2 separate regions of the Sus scrofa genome follow, and region 1 is linked to region 2. The links are chromatin contacts, called in public targeted proximity ligation maps. All regions are on one chromosome and are shown on one strand. The core of a region is the stretch at or near the end of the contact, and the rest is flanking DNA. Distances in the headings are between cores, read along the strand shown.

The links.
Region 1: a targeted proximity ligation map of alveolar macrophages shows a contact between it and region 2. A contact is called at or near these places in 2 of 47 Hi-C or Micro-C datasets (blood and skeletal muscle) and 2 of 2 datasets of targeted methods (alveolar macrophages and skeletal muscle).

The regions. Positions count from the first base shown.
Region 1 is chr3:126,345,272-126,349,646 of Sscrofa11.1, reverse strand. No RefSeq gene overlaps it. Among named protein-coding and RNA genes, the nearest start is that of RRM2, 20 kb to the left of the region's middle.
Region 2 is chr3:126,079,445-126,083,483 of Sscrofa11.1, reverse strand. No RefSeq gene overlaps it. Among named protein-coding and RNA genes, the nearest start is that of ODC1, 8.3 kb to the left of the region's middle.

The DNA.
Region 1 (4,375 bases), core at 1,112-3,611, 270 kb before region 2:
TCCGCCTTCCATCCGCAATTAGAGCTGGAGCCGGAAATGCCTGAATGTCAAGCAGAAGGCGAATGGTTAAAATAAATTACGGGGTATCTGCCCAGTGGAATACTCACCAGTCATTGTAAATGGCAAATGTGAAGGCTGTGTAGCAACACGGAAAGCTGCTTACAGAGCGATGCCAAACGAAATAGCAGAACATAAAACTGCATGTGCACCGTGTCTAGCGTGACATAAGCGCTGTGGAAATACATGCGCATCTGGATGCAGACGGTCAGTATCACAAAGAGGAATTAAGGCAGTTGTCTCAGGGTGGTGGGAGTCAGAACAATTTTTCTTTCTTTTCTTTTTTTTTTTTTTCTTCTTCGGGCCAAACCTGCAGCACATGAAAGTTCCCAGGCTAGGAGTTGGAACTGGAGCCCCAGCTGCCGGCCTACGGCAACCTGGGATCCGAGCGTCTGCGACCTACACTGCAGCTCAGGGCAATGCCGGACCCTTAACCCACTGAGCAAGGCTAGGGATCGAACCCGCATCCTCATGGATACCAGTCAGGTTCGTTACTGCTGAGCCACAAGGGAAACTCCCAATTTTTCTTCCTATTCTGTTTTTCTGTTTTGACTTTTCTTTAATAAATATTGAAGGGCAATTTCAGCAGCTAAGGGCAGGTACCTACCTGGCTGATGGCTGTTCTGGCCCCTGGAGGACTTCAAGACAGAGGAACGGGCCCCGGGCCTGGAGTTATGGCCGGAAGTGCAGGGCGGTGGAGGTGGAGGAGCCGGGGCTGCGTCCGGCAGACGTCAAACCATTTGCTGGGCCGCGCTGGTGACAGGTGTGCGCCCACTCCTCTGCAGTGGCCTCCGCGGGTGGCTCAGAAGGCTTGCGATCTAGCAGAGAGTCGGGATCCAGTTGCTTCTGTCTTGAGGGCTGGCCAGGGGACAGTTTTGAAGCTGCTTTCAGTTCTGAGGACTGAGCTCAGCTACGTCCTGCTCCGCTGTGTATGGGCCAGGCTCAGAGGGGTTAAGTCTGCACGTGGCAGGAGTTCCCGTTGTGGCTCAGCAGGTTAAGAACCTGACTAGTAACTATGAGGATTGCGGATTTGAACCCTGGCCTTGTTCAGTGGGGTAAGGATCCGGCGTCACCGTGAGCTGTGGTGTAGGCCAGCAGCTGCAGCTCCAATTCGACCCCTAGCCTGGGAACTTCCCTATGCTGCAGGTGCAGCTGTAAAAAGAAAACAGAAAAAACAAAAAAACAAGTCTGCAGGTGGCAGAGCTCAGAAGTCAGGTGGCATGTCGGGCCCTCTGCCTCTCCACCCCCACTGTGTCCCCAGGGCTTCAGGGAGCTAGTGCCACCCAGCCATGCTCAGTGACACGTGTCTTGGCTGTATTAGGATGATGTCCCTTCGTGCTGGCTCCCCAGGACGACTGTCAGCCCCTCCTAGGCAGGCCTGGTCTCCTCTGCCTCCCCGTGGCTACCAGCAGAGGCAGCCAGAGGATAACCACTTGTGACGTGGTTGAATGGAGGGAGCCTGGTGCCTGCTGTCTGGTGACTGGCTCCAGGGAGGGAGGGAGCGGGAGCAGGGGAAGAACTCCCTTGCTGGCTGCTCTTGGGAAGGAAGGAGCAGGAGAGGGAGTGGGGGAGCTGTTCCGGGGTCAGGGGTCAGAAGCTGGGGGCACAGGTGAGCACACAGAGCCGTGGGGAGGAGGGTGAGGTGCGGGCTGGGAGGCCACTGAGTCAGCCCTACTCTGTACCCTCTCTGCTCCAGGTGCTGGCGAGACAAGGAAGCACAAAGCAGATGAGCCCAGGCCCTTGCGGAGACTGCAAACCAGCCTGATGTGCAGTAAGTCAGGTGCTCCGGAGGAAACAGAACGGGGGGCGGGGGGCACCCGCTCTTTCCTGTGGGTGGTCAGCAAAGGGCTATCTGAGGAACTGGAGCAGAAAGTGGGCACAGACCACATCATGGGCGGAGGCAAGGCCGTTTCCAGCAAGGGAAGTGCAAGTGCAAAGGCCCTGTGGCAGGAACCTCTTGTTTTCATGTGGTCAGAGTCTGGGCAGGAGACAGGGGCAGCTCTGCGGCGTTTGTCTGTGCGTGGGGTTCTCCTGGGGTCTCGTAGGCCCAGGCAGAGAGCTTGGCTTTTGTTCTAGGGGGAGAAGATGCCTGGGAAGTTTGGAATCAGCCTTCCTTTTTTTTTTTTTCCTTGGCTGCTCCCACAGCATGTGGAAGTTCCCAGTGACCAGAGCCATAGCCGTGACAATCCTTCATCTGCTGAGCCACCAGGGAAATCCCTAAGCGCTTTTCATAGGCTGACTCATTCACTGCTCGCAATCCCTTTACAGGGAGGAACTGAAGGCACAGAGAGGTTAACTGACCTGCTCAAGGTCACACAGCCAATAAGAGGAAGAGCTGCTGGTACGTGAGCCTGGGGCAGCCTGGTTCCGGAGTCTTGCACTGAACCTTCGCGTCTGTTGTGCTGCCCCCTTGTGGCCCCTTCGGTTCTCACCAGTGTCCCCTTGGCTCTGTGAACCCACACCTGCTGCTCTGGAGGCTTCTTCTCAGTCCCCTTCGCCTCCCCCTGGCCCCCTACCTCCTCCTGCAGCGTTGCTCCCTGGGGCCTCTGCACACTTGTCTGGAATCGCAGCCCTCTCCGGACTTCAGAGACCTCTCCATGGGGACTCCCACCAACACTAGCCAAACTGCACCCCTAAGACGCTTGCCATTTTCTGTTTCCGGTGACGGGCACCTCCCCCCTACCCCGGCCTCTCTAGGTCATAAATCCAGGCCCTGGGTGCAGGGAGGCAGGAAGGCCTGCTATCCCTCGTGTGGCCAGAAGAGGGAGCCTCCTCCCCTCCCCTCTCCCTCGCTGCACCCCCCCACACCCCGGCCCCTGCCCCCAAAAGAGGTCTTCCCTCCTCTGACCTCCCCAGCTCCCCCGCCAGGGGCAGTGAGTCCCCTGAGGGCAGGAATGGGGTCTAATTGTCCCCTTGTTATCATCAGCTAGCATCTGGCACAGGCCTGGCAGTCTGGATTCTTTCAAATGCTTGGGTTTTGTTTGTTTGTTTCTTTTTTTCTTTTTAGGGCCACACCTGCGGCATCTGGAAGTTCTCAGGCTGGGATGGAATCAGAGCTGCAGCTGCCGGCTTACACCACAGCTCCCGGCAATGCCGGATCCTTAATCCCCTGAGCCAGGCCAGGGATCAAACCTGTATCCTCCGGAAATTTTTTTTTTTTTTTTTTTTTTGCTCGTTTGTCTTTTTAGGGCCACACCTGAGGCATGTGGAGATTCCCAGGCTAGGGGTTGAATTGGAACGACAGCTGCCGGCCTGCACCACAGCCACAGCAACACCAGATCTGAGCCTCGTCTGCGACCTACACCACAGCTCACGGCAACACTGGATCCTTAACCCCTTGAGCCAGGCCAGGGATCGAACCTGTATCCTCATGAATACTAGTCAGAATCTTAACCTGCTGAGCCACTGCAGGAGCTCCTGGATTCTTTCCAGTGTTAATTGAATGAGTGAGGGAGGGAATGGCCTGGGGGAGGCCTCTGTCTCTGACACAGGAGCAGGGGGTCACAGGGCTGGGGATTAATGACGGTGGATAATGCTGTGGAGGCCCTGACCGCCCCGAGGGGGTGGCCACTTCCTCCCCCCCCCCTCCCCTCTAACCTGTGGCTGCAGAGGCTCTGCTTGCTCACAGGGCCTCCTGGAGACTGTCCTGTGACCGGAGCTTCAGGCCTTCAGAGCCAGACACCCGAACGGAGGCGGGCTTCCTTCCACAAGTGTCGCCAAGCTCAGGGCCGGGCCAGCTGGCCAGCTGGCGCCAGAGATCTTGGGTTCTTCCCAGGTCGGTGCCGAGGTCTCCCCTCTGCTCGTTAATGCACAATTGATTTCTTTTGCAATTTTCTTTGGAACCTGTGCTTGTCCAAATGCTCACATGATGTGGCGGGAACTGGGTTTTATGAAGCCGTTGGCAGGGCAGCGTGTGGCATCCCTGTGGTTCTGGGGGTTTCTGGGCCTTGGGGCTGTGGCTCCAGCTGCCGACAGCTGCCTGCCTCCGCAACAGTCAGCTCATGAGCCCAGCAGCTTCCTCTCCCCAAACACACAGGTGACCTTGTGACTCTGGCCCTTCCGTGGTCCACAACAAACTCTTCCTGCGTGTGGGTGCAATTCCTATTTTTAATAGCCAAGCTACAGAGCAATTGTGGGGCTTCTACTTCCTTTTGGATGGAAGGCTTCCAGAAATATATCTTTGCTTCTGTAGAATCCAGGAAGTTGGCTTAGCCGAGAAGGGGTCAGCAGGTGGTGTGGACCCCCCTAGGAGATGGCCTGTGACGTCACACGTCACTTACGGGGTCCTGCCCTTGAGTCCTGGCCATAAACTGAGTGC
Region 2 (4,039 bases), core at 1,059-3,558:
CACTGCCTGCCTTTTCAGGGAGCTGAAGACAGGGCCCCAGGAAGTGTGTGCCGGGCCAGCGTCAGACATGCCACCTTCCTAACACGTGGCTTGACTGCTTGTTTATTTACAACTCTTCGGAGTTCCCGTTGTGGCACAGTGGTTAACGAATCCAACTAGGAACCATGAGAACTCGGGTTCGATCCCTGGCCTCGCTCAGTGGGTCAAGGATCCGGCGTTGCCGAGAGCTGTGGTGTAGGTTGCAGATGCGGCTCGGATCTAGCGTTGCTGTGGCTCTCACGTAGGTTGGCAGCTGTAGCTCCGATTGGACCCCTAGCCTGGGAACCGCCACATGCCACAGGAGCAGCCCTAGAAAAGACAAAAAATAAAAAAATAAATAAAAATATTTACAACTCTTCGCTGGTGGCCCTTGGTCCACAGGGTGAAGTTCAGATGCCTCAGCCCCGCACCCAGGACCCTCCGCAGCCTGCCCGGCTTACCTTCCCAGCCTCATCTCCTGCCACTCCAGTCCCCCTAAGCGTCTTTGTGCGGCAGGCCCTGCCCTCCTGACATCACAGCACAGATCACACATGGTAGTCGGGGCACCTTGGGTCTCCCCTCTCCTCTCTTCTCCCCTCCCCCTCCCTTTAAAATCAGAACCCAGATTTACTTATCATCACACATCCAGTGTCTGCCCTGGTACCTGGTCACTCAATATTGTTAAATTGAAACTAGGGCCGTCCTGAGAAATATATATATATATATATATATATATATTTTTGGCAGCGCCCACGGCATGTAGAAGTTCCCAGGCCAGGTATCAAACCCATGCCACAGTCCTGACCCAAGCTGCTTTGGAGACAATGCTGGTCCTTACCCACTGTGCCATGAGGGAACTCCAGAGACCTGTGATTTGTATTTGCTACATGACAGATGAACTCATGGGAATTTCTTCCCGTGTCCTATCTAAAATTAGGAGGATAAAGATTCAGAATAGGAGTTCCCGTTGTGGTTCAACAGATTAAGAACCTGATCAGTATCCATGAGCATGCGAGTTCGGTCCTTGGCCTCGATCAGTGCGTTAAGGAGCCAGCGTTGCTGTGAGCTATGGTGTAGGTCGCAGGTGGCAGATGCAGCTTGGATCTGGCATTGCTGTGGCTGTGGTGGAGGCCGGCAGCTGTAGCTCTGATTCAAGCTCTAGCCTGGGAACCTGCATATGCCACGAGTGTGGCCCTAAAAAGACAAAAAAGCAAAAACAAAAACAAAAGGTTTGGAATATTTTCCTTTGGTCATTTATTCATTCGTTCAATATGTGTTGATGTTGAGTGTCTCCAACATGCTGGTGGTGTGTGGGGCAAGGGACGAGCCCCCTCTGGAGCTTCTGTGGGCTGGGCTCCTGGGGGCCTGCGGGGAACTGATGGGGAAGGACCCTGACCTTCTCCCAGCGCTCCAAGAAAACCGTCTCTTTGTTTTATTTTCTCTTAAGCTCCTGGTGACGGCGTCTGACCCAACATGCCGCAGCACCTCTGCTGGCTTTTGCCTCGGCCCCGTTTCTGCCCGAGCCCCACCCCAGTGGGGCCCCACCTCTGGGAATCCCCAGAGCCCGCAAGGCTTCTTCCTCCTGCGGCGGGAGCAGCGTGCGAAGGGCCCTTGCACAACCTGGGCCTCCTGGAAGGCGTGTACTCGGCCTAAGCGTCCCTTTGCTGCCAAGTCAGAACCGAGACCATCCGAATAGCCTCTGGCATCTCGCCGGACTGAGCCACGGGGGGCCCTGGCTGCAGAGCTCCGGAGGAGAGGCTGCAGGAGGGTCTGAAGGGGATGCTTGTTGCCTCCCGTCGGACAGCCGGGAGCCCTCGTGCCGGGCCAGGGCCCCTCCAGCCACTTTGGAGATGCACGGAGGAGGCCCCGGCCTGCGAGAGCTTATCGTCAGAGAGGGCTGCTGTCCCCAGGCTTGTGTCCGAGTGTTCTGGTCACTGGGGCGGCGGTCACACAGGGTGCCACTGTGGGGCCCCAGGGCAAAGGCAGGAACTCTGCTCTGGGTATTAGAAACAGCTCGTGGAGAGGTCTGGGCTTGGAAAGGCTGGACCAGGGAGAGTTGGGGAGGGGCCCAGGACACGCAGGACAAGATCAAGACCAGGGGACACAGAGAGGCAGCTGGCCATGGGCCCAGCCTCCCTCGGGGAGAGGACAGAGGGCTCATTCTGGGGGCAGCGCCCGGCCCCCAGGGGCTAGTCCTCCATCCAGCAGACAATCTGACTCTGGCCTCATCCTGTGCTTCCCACCTGCCCACCCAAATCCTTGCAGACAACGGGACCTGGCGAGCTCAAGGGGCGAGGAGTCCCCTCCCTGCCCTGAGTACAGAACCTTCTACTCTGGCACGCCATGCCCTGTATCGCTCAGGCCAGAGCAGGCAAGACTGTTCAGAAGGGGGAATGGCACGAGGTGGGAACCCATCTCGGCGATAAGAGCATATCGAAGCGATGCAGGGTGCCCCGCCCACCACAGGGCCAGATCAGCAGGAGCCCGGGCCACCTGCCCCGTGGGGGCTGTCCGGCGGGGACTGGAACCACTGAGGGAGGCGCTGACCAGAGGGGCTGGAACCCAGGGGAAGCAGCCAGTCCTGGGGAGAGTCAGGAGGGAGAGGAGGCTTCTGTTCCCACCAGGGCCTCTGGATTGGAAGCTGTTGGCCAGAGAGCCAGCACGCGTGTTTCCTGGGTCAGCCCCCATCTCCACTCCCCTCAAGAAAAGAGCAGGACCTGGGGGGCGGGGGGGGGGTAGGGAATGGGTCTGGGATCAAACAAGCCAGGGATGGGCATGGTTCGAATCTTCCTGCCTCCCCAGGAGGACACTTCCTACGAAGAGCCTGGTAAGCAAGTAAGTGTTACATTACTCGCTGGCGTAAGCAGCAGGGGAAATTAATCATCTCACATAACCACAAGTCTCAGGGAAGGGAGGCTCCGGTGTCATTCACACAGAGCCTCGAGAGCGCCGGAGACCCGGGTCTTCCCATCTGTCTCACTTCCGTGGGCAGAGTGGAGACCCAGCTGCCCTTGTGGTTCTAAGACGGCCCCGGTTCTGGGCATCAGGAGCAGACAAGGCAGAGGACCCAGCAGGAGAGAAAGGGCCTCCCTTCCCCTATGTCTCTCTTTACCCAACAAATCCTTTTCCCCAGCGGACTTCCCTTCCCGTCTGGTGGGTGGAACGGACCGCATGCTCTGGCCTCCTCCATCCCGAGAAAGAGAGTAGCACCTCTGTGGTTGACTTAAGCTGATCACGATGCCCCGCCAGCCCTGGAGATGGGCTCAGACCTCCTATGCCGCTAGCGTGGTTACTTGGAAGACGCTGTCTGTTACGGGTTAAATTGGTGTCACCCCACCCCCCGCCCCCATACATACCTTAACGTCCTAAGCCCCTCAGAACGTGCTCTCATTTGGAGATAGGGGTTTTTTTTAATAGGCGTTGTTGCGTTCAATGAAATCATTAGGATGGCATTAGAACGGGCCATAATCCAATCTGACTTTGTTGTTGCCGGGTGCTTTTTTTTGTGGGGGGGGTCTCTGCCAAGGCATGTGAAAGTTCTCAGGCCAGGGATCAAACCCCCACCACAGCAGCGACCTGGCCCGCTGCAGTGACGATGCCTGACCCTTAACCCACTGCACACCAGGGAACTCCCAATATGACGTGTAAAAGGGGGAAATTTGGGTGCAGAGAGACAAGCACAGAGAGATGTAAAGGCACAGGGGGAAGCCATGGGGCCATGAGGCCAAGATCAAGGTAAGGCTTCTCCATGTCAAGGAAGGCCAAAGATGGCCAGAAAGCCCTGGAAGCTGGCGGGGTGTGGGGGGGAGGGGGCTGGGGGCTGGAAGAGATGGGGCCCTCGCAGCCTTCGGAAGCAATGAACCCTGCCTGAGCTTGGGTTTGCAGCCTGCAGAGCTGGGAGAGAATACGTTTCTGGTGCTCTGGCCCCCAGGCTGTGGTCCTTTGTTATGTCAGCCTAGCCAACAAACTCAACTGTCGCTCCACTGTCTCCATCGCTCTGTCTCCAGTAAGTGAGACACCT